Linked DNA regions of Zea mays: all the other regions are linked to region 1. Evidence: chromatin contacts called from public Hi-C data. All regions are on one chromosome and are shown on one strand. The core of a region is the stretch at or near the end of the contact, and the rest is flanking DNA. Distances in the headings are between cores, read along the strand shown. Region 1 holds the start of LOC100273417 (V-type proton ATPase subunit E3). Region 2 holds the start of LOC100279449. Region 3 holds the start of LOC100383419.

The links. A called contact is a pair of places that touch in the nucleus more often than the background predicts.
Region 2: a contact with region 1 is called in a Hi-C map of endosperm, with 2.1 times the contacts expected there. The contact joins the promoter of LOC100279449 here to the promoter of LOC100273417 in region 1. A contact is called at or near these places in 2 of 25 Hi-C or Micro-C datasets (bundle sheath and endosperm).
Region 3: a Hi-C map of endosperm shows a contact between it and region 1, with 4 times the contacts expected there. The contact joins the promoter of LOC100383419 here to the promoter of LOC100273417 in region 1. A contact is called at or near these places in 4 of 25 Hi-C or Micro-C datasets (ear, endosperm, leaf and 1 more).

The regions. Positions count from the first base shown.
Region 1 is chr8:152,116,077-152,119,138 of Zm-B73-REFERENCE-NAM-5.0, reverse strand. LOC100273417 (V-type proton ATPase subunit E3) reads right to left here and starts at 1,627. Exons shown (of 6, transcript NM_001147854.1): 1 at 1,423-1,627. The coding sequence starts at 1,524.
Region 2 is chr8:152,975,956-152,979,017 of Zm-B73-REFERENCE-NAM-5.0, reverse strand. LOC100279449 reads left to right here and starts at 1,401. Exons shown (of 3, transcript NM_001354403.1): 1 at 1,401-2,117; 2 at 3,062. The coding sequence starts at 1,615.
Region 3 is chr8:151,548,592-151,551,653 of Zm-B73-REFERENCE-NAM-5.0, reverse strand. It overlaps LOC100383419, which reads right to left and starts at 1,539. Exons shown (of 23, transcript NM_001361635.1): 1 at 1-1,539. The coding sequence starts at 683.

The DNA.
Region 1 (3,062 bases), core at 378-2,877:
AATCAAACATTAAGGCAGCACATGTATATCCAGGCCCCAGGGAACACACTACTATTTCCTCAACCCAAATATAGCACACAAAGTGAATGTTTTCTTGTATTGTTTAGTTTTTTATGATCTTCATTCTTCAAGACTAAACTGTGCATGCTACTTTTTTCATGCCGATCTACAATAACAAATGTACTTTTATGGAAGCATTTTTTAAAAGATAGGTCTAGCAATGTGTTTTTCACACAAGTAAATAGGTAATCTTTATAGTTTATACATATTATTAGTCAAGATTTTGAATGTTTGGCAGGTGTATTCTACCAATGGAGGTTGAACATAATGGTCCATCATATTCTACTACACTGTAGCAGAATCAGTATATTAATCATACACGCATGTGATCTCATACATTGAATTTAATTGGTACACTGTGTTCATAAGTTGGCAGCAAAGACAAAAAGGAAAATACATGAATATGCATGATTGTAGAAGCCCTCCAACAAGTAAATTTGTCGTCCAGTGTCTAGCACACTAGCAATTCATCAAGCAACCAACCAAAATTGGTATCGATCAGATCGCATCTTCCAGTACAGTTACTTCAATGTCTACACTACAACGAGAAAATAGAAGACACCTTAAAAAGTGATACATGGTTAATGGCTTAGGTAATTAGGTACCGGACATACAGAAGTTGTGATTAGTTGTTTGAACTTTTGATATCAGGGGTTACACTCTTATTTTCAGAAAGCTATTTGAACTTTTGAAGCATAACTCCTAGAACCAAGCCAGAAGACAAATTGGGCATCCAAGCATGAGACGTTCCCTTTGAAGGGAATGACATAGAATTAATCAAGAGGAGAAATGGAGTGATTCAGCTTAAGATCATTTAGCTTCTAGATGAAGGATGAGAATCACGTCTTAGGAGTTCCCAATTCAGCTTAAGCTCCAATTTTGTTTCCAGAACATTCAGGAAGCATGTGAACCATTTGTGAGCTCCGAAAACATACCTCGTCTGACTACAGTTATACAGGAGCCCTAGAATTATGCCAGTCGGTAGAGAATGGCGTGAATACCAACTCAAAAGCGTGGAGGGTTGGAGGCACAAAACCTCCGCGATCTAGAACTCTCTACAATGTTCACCACCCACCATGAGCGTAACAAGCCCAAAGCCCTAGAGCCGCTAACCCAACTCCAAACTCTCCTCGATCTGCCTCGGAACTGGGGGCCTTTGTCGCTTGGGACTACGGATCTCGTACACAATAAGCGAAGCACCAAGCGTTAAAACAATCGAGCAGCTAAAGCCGGCTCTCCCAGATGCTTCGGGATCATGGAGCGCGTCAGCCAGATCGGGCAGCTGAGAGTACAGAGACAAGCATCTAGAAGCTTCTGGAAGCTTCTAGGAGGGTGAGGAAGCGGCAGGCAGGGTAAACTGACCTCCTCGGCGGAGACGGAGATCTCGTTGGCCTTCTCGTCGGCCTCCTGGCGGATGAACCGCACCATCTGCTGGATCTGCTTGGATACATCGGCGTCATTCATCTTGACGGCGGCGGATCCGACAGGCCCTCCGGCTGCTCTGCTCGCTCCGGCACCGCCGCGCTGGGGGTATGGAAGTTGCTGAGGAGGCAATCGGGAGTCCACGGGATCGAGACTGGTCGAGGTGGAGGTCGTGGGGCTAGTCTAGGCGTCTAGCCGCGCGGGGGCAACGTGATCGGGTTGGTTGCCGCTGCCTGTCTGTATGTGATACCATTATTTCGTGAACCCGGTCCATGGTTCCGTGATCTTTATCATTGCTTCCGGTCATTGTCTGACCAGTTTTTTACATCAGAGTATCTCCAACAATATCTCAAGCTAATGTCTTAAATTAAAATATAGAGTTTTACACTGAAAAAATAACTACAACAGTGCCTCATTTCATAAAATTTGATCAAAAAACTATAAGATACATTCTCAAGTGCCTCAAATACACTATAGTGGGCTGTCATATAATCTATATTTGAGGCTTTACTGTTAGAGCGGTGTGTTTTGTTGATGCCCTAAATTATATAAATTATACTCATTTTTAAATTATAGAGTTTTTTTATAGGTCGTTGTTGTAGATGCTCTTAGGGTATCTCCAAGAAATCACCTAAACCAACCCAAAAACGTTTTAAGGAAAAAACACATTTTGAGCCCTCCAACCATTCCCTCTTCTCCCCATATTTATATTTATAGATGGCCAAATGGGTCGTGTTTAACGGACCGGCCCAAAGCACAACTCATTTAATAGTTCCAGACCGGGCCCGGCACGCCATTGCATCGGCCCGCAGTGCCAGTCCGGTCCGACACGATTATATTTTTTATTTTATAAAACATAGTATATATATTTAGATTTTATAATTGCTATTTTTACAACAAATGCACTAGATGTAAGTTTTACATGTTAGTCTCCTTCATGTAGCGTTTTCAGCCTTGTAGAGAGGTCGTGGGTTTAAAACCTCACTTGTGTATAGTTTTTTTTACTATTTTTCCTGATTTAACAACACAACATGAACAAGTTAACGGATCGGCCCAGCATAGCTACTAGGCCGGTATGCCGTGATTGGACCGTAGCTGCGACACGCGGGCCGATCGGGCATGGCCTGATTATCCGTCGGGCCGGCCCGTGCCGTGCGGAACCGGGCCGACCGTTTGTGCAACAACTATACCCATTTTTTTTGCTTCCCTCATCCATTTCCTGCCCTCCCGCAAATTTGAGCGTCACAGATCCTCCCCAATCGCCCCTACTCGCCTTCGCTTTTTACACGGCCTGCCGCGCCGCCGGCTCCTCCGCAAAGTAGTCCTCGACGTTGCCTCCTCTAGCCCCGCGGTCGTCTTGCAACCCCTGGGGTCCTGGCCGTGCAAATGAGCACGCTGACCTGGCCATGGTCGATCCACATGGGGACAAATGAGCACGCTGACCGGCCGGCGAGGCACAGGAAGAAATAAATACGTGTTCTTATTGCTTGTACTGTTAGCTTTCTACCGCATGTAGTTTACATGTTCGACGAAATGCCAACTAAAGACAGGATACTAGTTGTTTCAAAAGTATTTGGGAT
Region 2 (3,062 bases), core at 152-2,651, 860 kb before region 1:
GATTCATCAGATATGCGTCTGGCACACTTTTTTGTCATGATTGTTCGTGTTGGAAATAAAAGTCGGTCGCAGAAAGAATTTGGGGGGGGGGGGGGGGGGGGGGGTAGAGGAATGCAAGCAGCCCCTAGGTCCCCTGCCTCTGCCTGCCACCGCGACCCCTTTTCGATGATTGGAAATCTGCTGCTGCTCCTGCTGTAGCAGTGCCCCCAGCCCTTGCAGAAACGAGAAACGGTGGCCTTTCCCGATGCCCCCCCCCCCCCCTCCCGGCTCCCGCGACGTGCAGGTGCAGCGCGACGCAGCGTCTCCGTCCCCGGATTTGAAACGCGGCGGGCCCCGCCGGCCAGACGGCCTTGACCGGATACTGCGATGCGACCGCGGCCGGCCCGCCCCGGTCCTCGCACATGTTTTTTTTCTCTCTCGCGGTCGCGTACTCGCGTGTCGCCCTTCTCGGGCACGGGGCCTCCCAGTTCCAGGCACCGACCGGCACATCCGACCGCCACCGGCAGCCGTCGGCTCGCGATCGGACGGGGGCCGGCGTCACGCTGGCGTCAGGGGAAAGGAAAGGTGGGCCCCTCCGGCTGCCAGCGGGCCATTGCGCGGGGCGGGTAGGCCCGGTCAATAGGGGCGACCGCAACGTGTCTGTCGGGTGGGAAACGTCTGACCTCGGCGCGGCGGTTTGACCCGGGGGTGACTGGCTGTGTGGCTGCCACCGGTAGGGCGCCGCTGACTCACCCTGCCCCCGTGACCGTAGACCATTCCTCCTCCTCCCGCCGCGCCATTCCTGTTGCTTCTCCTGCTAATCCTGCATTATTATTAATAGCCCTGCTGCTCACTGGTCTGGTCTATAGCACTCTAGGCTACTAGAGAGAGTAGAGAAGAGAGGGTGAAGTCTAACCCACTGATAATTGCTGTATCTTGCGATGGAAACAAGCGCATAACTCCAGGGGGGAGGTGAAATAGAGACCCGGAAATGGACATGTCGTTTGGGTCTAATCAATTAGTACTAGTAGTAGTTTCTGTCACAAAAGCTGGATCAATCAGGGGGTGTTTGGTTACACCCCGCTAAAATTTAGCCCCTGTCCCATCAAATGTTTGAACCTCCATTCCGGATATTAAATGTAGTCGGATTATAAAACTAATTTGTCAGCCGAAGATTAAAAGACGAGACGAATCTAGTCCAGTTGGTTGGGTCTATATTTCATACTCCTATTTAAAAGTCAAACACTTGATGTGACCCGGGCTAAATTTTAGCAGGAGCTCAATTAATAAAAGGCCAACACCAAAGCAGCTGGTGAGAGAGATGAAAGAACACCCCTCCTCCTCCTCCAAAAAAATAAAAAAAATTCCATCCGTCAGTATATATGTAGTATGTGCATCATCTTCCTACACATCCAGACTATTTCGCGCGCGCACACCACGTACACATAGCACCCCCCATCCCTTTCGTTCCCTACCAGCACTACGCTACGCCCCCCACTGCCATATAGCCGTATACGACGCTCGCTTGCCTGGCCGTCTTGATCTCTCACTTCCTCGCCCCCGATAAGTGAGCAAGCGGCAAGAACCAGCAGGCAACCACACAGTCGCAGCAGCAGCAGCAGCGGCGGCGCGCCCATGTCGTCGGGAGACTTCCACTACCACGACGAGCTGGCGGCGCTGTTCGCGCAGCGGCCGGCGCCGGCGGGAGAGATGACGATGGCGCTGCAGCAACAGGCGCCGGCGGCGTCGTGGTTCGCGGACTACCTGCACGCGGGCGCCCCCGGCATGGGGATGGACATGGACTACGACCTGCTGTGCCGCGCGCTGGACCTGCCGGTGCCGGGGGACGAGGACGGCGTCGTCAAGCGCGAGCTGCTGCTGGTGGCGGACACGGGCGGGGGAGGCGGAGGCTTCGCGGCGCCGCTCACGCCCAACACGACGTCGTCCATGTCCTCCTCGTCCAGCGAGGCGGCGGGCGCCGCCGCCGGAGGAGGAGGCGGTGGGAGCTTTGGCGCTGCGGAGGAGGAATCGCAGTCGCTGGGGAGGTGCAAGAAGGAGGACGACGGGGATGGGGAGGAGAGCAAGGACAAGGAGGCGATGAAGGGGGAGGAGGACGACGCGGACACGGGCAAGAAAGGGTGAGTATAGCATGTCCTAGCTGGAATTCTTCTTGAGATTACTGTCTACTAGTCTACTGCTACCTACGGCGACCAAATCCTGCGGTATTTCCTTCCCCCTTTTTTTTCTTCAACTTCTTGATAGATCTTTCCGCTAACCATCAGTTTCCAAGAGACTACCGGGTGTTTTTGGGTGATCCAGAGTACGTCTCAAGATTAGGGGGCGTCGATCGTCAGTTTCTGTGCCTTGGATTCTGCTTCCTATTCCCTTTCCCTTATGGCCCAATCAGCCATTCATTCCTCTTCTGTTCCTTGTTCCTTCCTTCTCCTCTTTGTTCTCCTCTTTCTTTTTTTAATGAGGTACAGCCGCGGCAAGGCGAAGGTGTGAACTTGGGCTAGGGTTTCACACTCGCATGCCACAAGAAAACAAACACGGGGAAAAGTCGGTCATTGGTATTGTATAGCTACTATATATATATAATCTGCTAGTTGCGTCCTCCTCTTCTCTTCCTCTTTTGCTTTATGGATTTCATGCTAGCTCAGCTACGCCTGCCTAGGCTGAGCATGCATCTTCTTCCACTCGACCAAGAGATATTCCTCCCCTCTCTGTAGGGATTTGCGCAGCTACCTTTCTGATGCAAATGCAATCTATCTATCTGACATATGGCATAATATTGGTAGAAATCTGCCGCATAGCAGAAAAGGGGGTGTGCAAACAGCAGCACACAGCGGTGTGAACCTGTTTGAAACCATGTGCTTACTCTAGTCTAGAGCTGATTCGTGCACCCAGCCAACAACCGCGCGTACGTTTGAAGAGGATCCCAGCAAATCGCGTATAGTATCTTAGTCGATCTGAACGAAATCCGCAGCACTTGCCGCGGACCCGGCTAGCTGGTGGACGTACGCACGGGAGGAGCTGATGAGATCGACGCCGACGCCGACGCCGGCTCTCTTGCTTGTTGCAGG
Region 3 (3,062 bases), core at 290-2,789, 570 kb after region 1:
CCATACACCAATTCTTCGGTACAGTGAAAAATATCTTCTTTCTCCTCTTCCTCCTCCTCGTCTTCCTCATAGTAATGCCTAAGCTTTACTTCCTTCCTGTGGTGATTGCTGTATGGTTCATCATGTACCGAGGTAAGCGTGCTCCAAGAGGCTAAGTGCTTCCTGGAGGCACCGAAACTGCGGCGTGCTCGGTAACGTTCCACCATGGCCTCCTCCTCATCGTCGTCATCTACCTCGGACAATGCAACGCTGCTGTCAAAATTTGCACCTTTCTTGTGCAGCAGCTCGTTTCTGCGCGCCAAGTGCTCTGTCTTGACAGGAGGCGGCGGCCTGGCCGGCTTCTCCTTCTTCCAGGGGTCGGTAAGTACCGAGTCATTGAACCTAGAGGGCAGCACCAGGGTGCGGCCCCGCGACGAGCGCACCACCGGCGGCCTCGCCGCGGGCGGCGGTTGCGCGGCCTCTGGCGGTGCCTCGGGCGCCTCGCTCCACCGGAGCCCGAAGGCAGCGTACGGGATGCTGGAGGCTGGGACGTCGCCGAGCAGGTCGACGGGGAAGAACTCGTCGCCCCTCCGCCTCTTCCTCGGGCGGGGGCCGCCTCCCCCCTCGTCCTCGCCTCCGCTGTCCGCGGCATTGCAGCGCCGCGGCGCAAGGATCTCCGACCGCTGACTCCGCTTGAAGATCATCCGGAACCGAGGAACCGGCCGCTAGATCGCCCCGGCGAGTCAGGGCGCCGGAGCACCTTGGCAAACCCTAAGCCTGCGTGCCTGCCTGCCTCGCGAATTCGGTCAGTCGGGGAGCTCCTCTCCCCTCCCGAGACCTCGCGGAGGCAGCGGGAACGGCCTCGGATGGAGCTGGCCAGATGTTGGCGAAGATAAATCGGCCTTGGATTTTGGGGATTTTTTTTTCCTATCTCTCTCTCTCTCTTTCTCTCTCGTCTCCTGTGCTTGTTCTTGGTGTGCTCTCATGGGCTTCCAAGCACAGGGGGGATAGACAAGGGAACGCGCCCGGGTGGCCAGGGAGGTGCGTTTTTTTTTTCCTCCCGAAGTTTCCTCGTGCGATTTGGGATCGGATAGGGGGGTGGGTCGTGACATGGAAGTCGTCGTCGTCGTCTCCGCCGTGAGAGCAGAGCTGGTGCTCGTGCGGTTGCCCTCTCGATTCTATCTGTGGTCGCTGATGGTGGCCGGCCGCGGTGGTGTGTGCATCCATGGAGATGGAGCAGGAGTGATGGCTGGCTGGCTGGCACGAGTCTGGGCGCTGCATTTTGGTAGCCTCGTGGTCGGATGGCGATCTGCGCTGGCAGTTCTCTTTCCGAAATTTGTGTGTGTGTGTGTGTTTGGTGGGAGGTGTCGTTCAATGTGTGTATGATTTGAGCAGTGGATTTAGGTTTCGAAGCGATTGGAACGAGCTGTTGCTTGAGAAATTCGGCTTTTGAGAGCGGTCTGGGCTGGCTTAGGATCGTGGTGATTTGGGCATGGTCTTGGAGGAGAGAGAGACGGATATGAACAAGTTTTGGAGCGGCAGCGTACCACTTTCCGTCGACCGTGTGGGATGATGGGTGATGTCACGAGGAGCGTCGGCAGGTAGGCGGAGTCTGATTATTACATGCCCGATGCAAGCGAAGATAGATTTTTTTCTCGATTTCCGATAGAATTTTCGGTTTTTATTTCCCTCCCTTTGTTTCGTGTTCTGTTCTTTCATCGTTCCACGGGCTCGATCGATCTCCTTGGCTGAAGATGAAGAGGGGGGGTGGAAAAAGCCGAGCTCGGATTTCTCGGTGTGTTCCTGTCGATCTGTGTTCTCCATGTGTGAAGAAAAAATTTAAAAAAAAAATCGTGCACGGACAAATTAAAGGTCTGCAAGCTGTACGTAGATCCATTGATGCAGCAGCCTCGCATCTGAAGCCTGCGTGCGAGTCCGAGCAAGACGAAGGTCTGAAGTCTGATTAATGGAGTTGTGTTCTGTTTTTTTTTAATTTGTTCTTCTCGGGTCCCTTTCTCTCAGTCATTTCCTTTGGGCAACGGTGGTGGCCGTGCGCTCGAATCCACCGGCGCGTCGTGAGCCGGACACGGGGAAGACGGCGGTGATTGCCTCTCCCGGTCCCGGCGTCCCCGCGCGCCGTCTCGTTCTCGTCCGATTCGTGTTAAGCACGGCCACGGGGCACTGCTCGCCGGAATCATGTGACGGCTTCAAGATGGGAGGTGGCGCTGCCGTGGCGTGCTGGGACAGTGGGACCCGACCAAAAGCGCCAGTACCACGGGGCTCGGTTCAGTGCTCCACTGCACGGCGGTGGCCGGTGGGGTTTCGACGGTGATTTGTGGATTTGGTGGGCGGCGCCGGCGACTCGTGCGAGGGGAGAGGGAGACGTGCCGTGCGCGCGCATGGACCGCGGAGGGGGCGCGGCCTCTGCTCGTGTGCGGCACCGGGCAGCGGGCACGGCACACCAGATGCGCGCGGGGGAGCGGCTCCGGCTCGGTTGATTGGTTGGTTCCAGTCCAGCGCGTGCGGCCTGTCCCTTCCACCCCTCCTCCGGCCAGACTCGACGTAGCTGTTCTTTCGATGATGGATTTGCTGAACCAGCAGCGAGCGAGCGAGCCGCAGTGGGGATCCGTCGCGGCTCCAGTTTGGTAGCTCGCGTCGCACTTTGGTTTCGAACTTTCTGGAAGCGCGATTTTGCCGTCGGTTTAACGCGCTTCGTTTTGCTCATCGTCATCGGGTCGGCCTCGGCCGCATAAAAGTAGGCTCGTATCGTCCGGCGCCCGGCGGAGACATTCCGTGCGCGCGTCGAGTTGCGGAGTCTGATTTCAGGCTGCAGTGCAGCCACATGACCGCATGTGTTTTCCCCCCGGCGACAAGGACGTCGCGGAAGTCGACGCGGCCTGCGACGGCGAGCTGGACCGCCGCGACGTGGGCAAGATATGGAACACGGGTGAAGCACTCTCGTGCCTGCTTGATGTCCCGTGCCTCCGCCTCCCGTCCCTGCTTCTGGTGTCCAAGCACTCTCCGTACGTGACCGGCTGGCTGATCTGCTCCCGATTCAGTTTCATGTGGATGTCTGGTTTTGC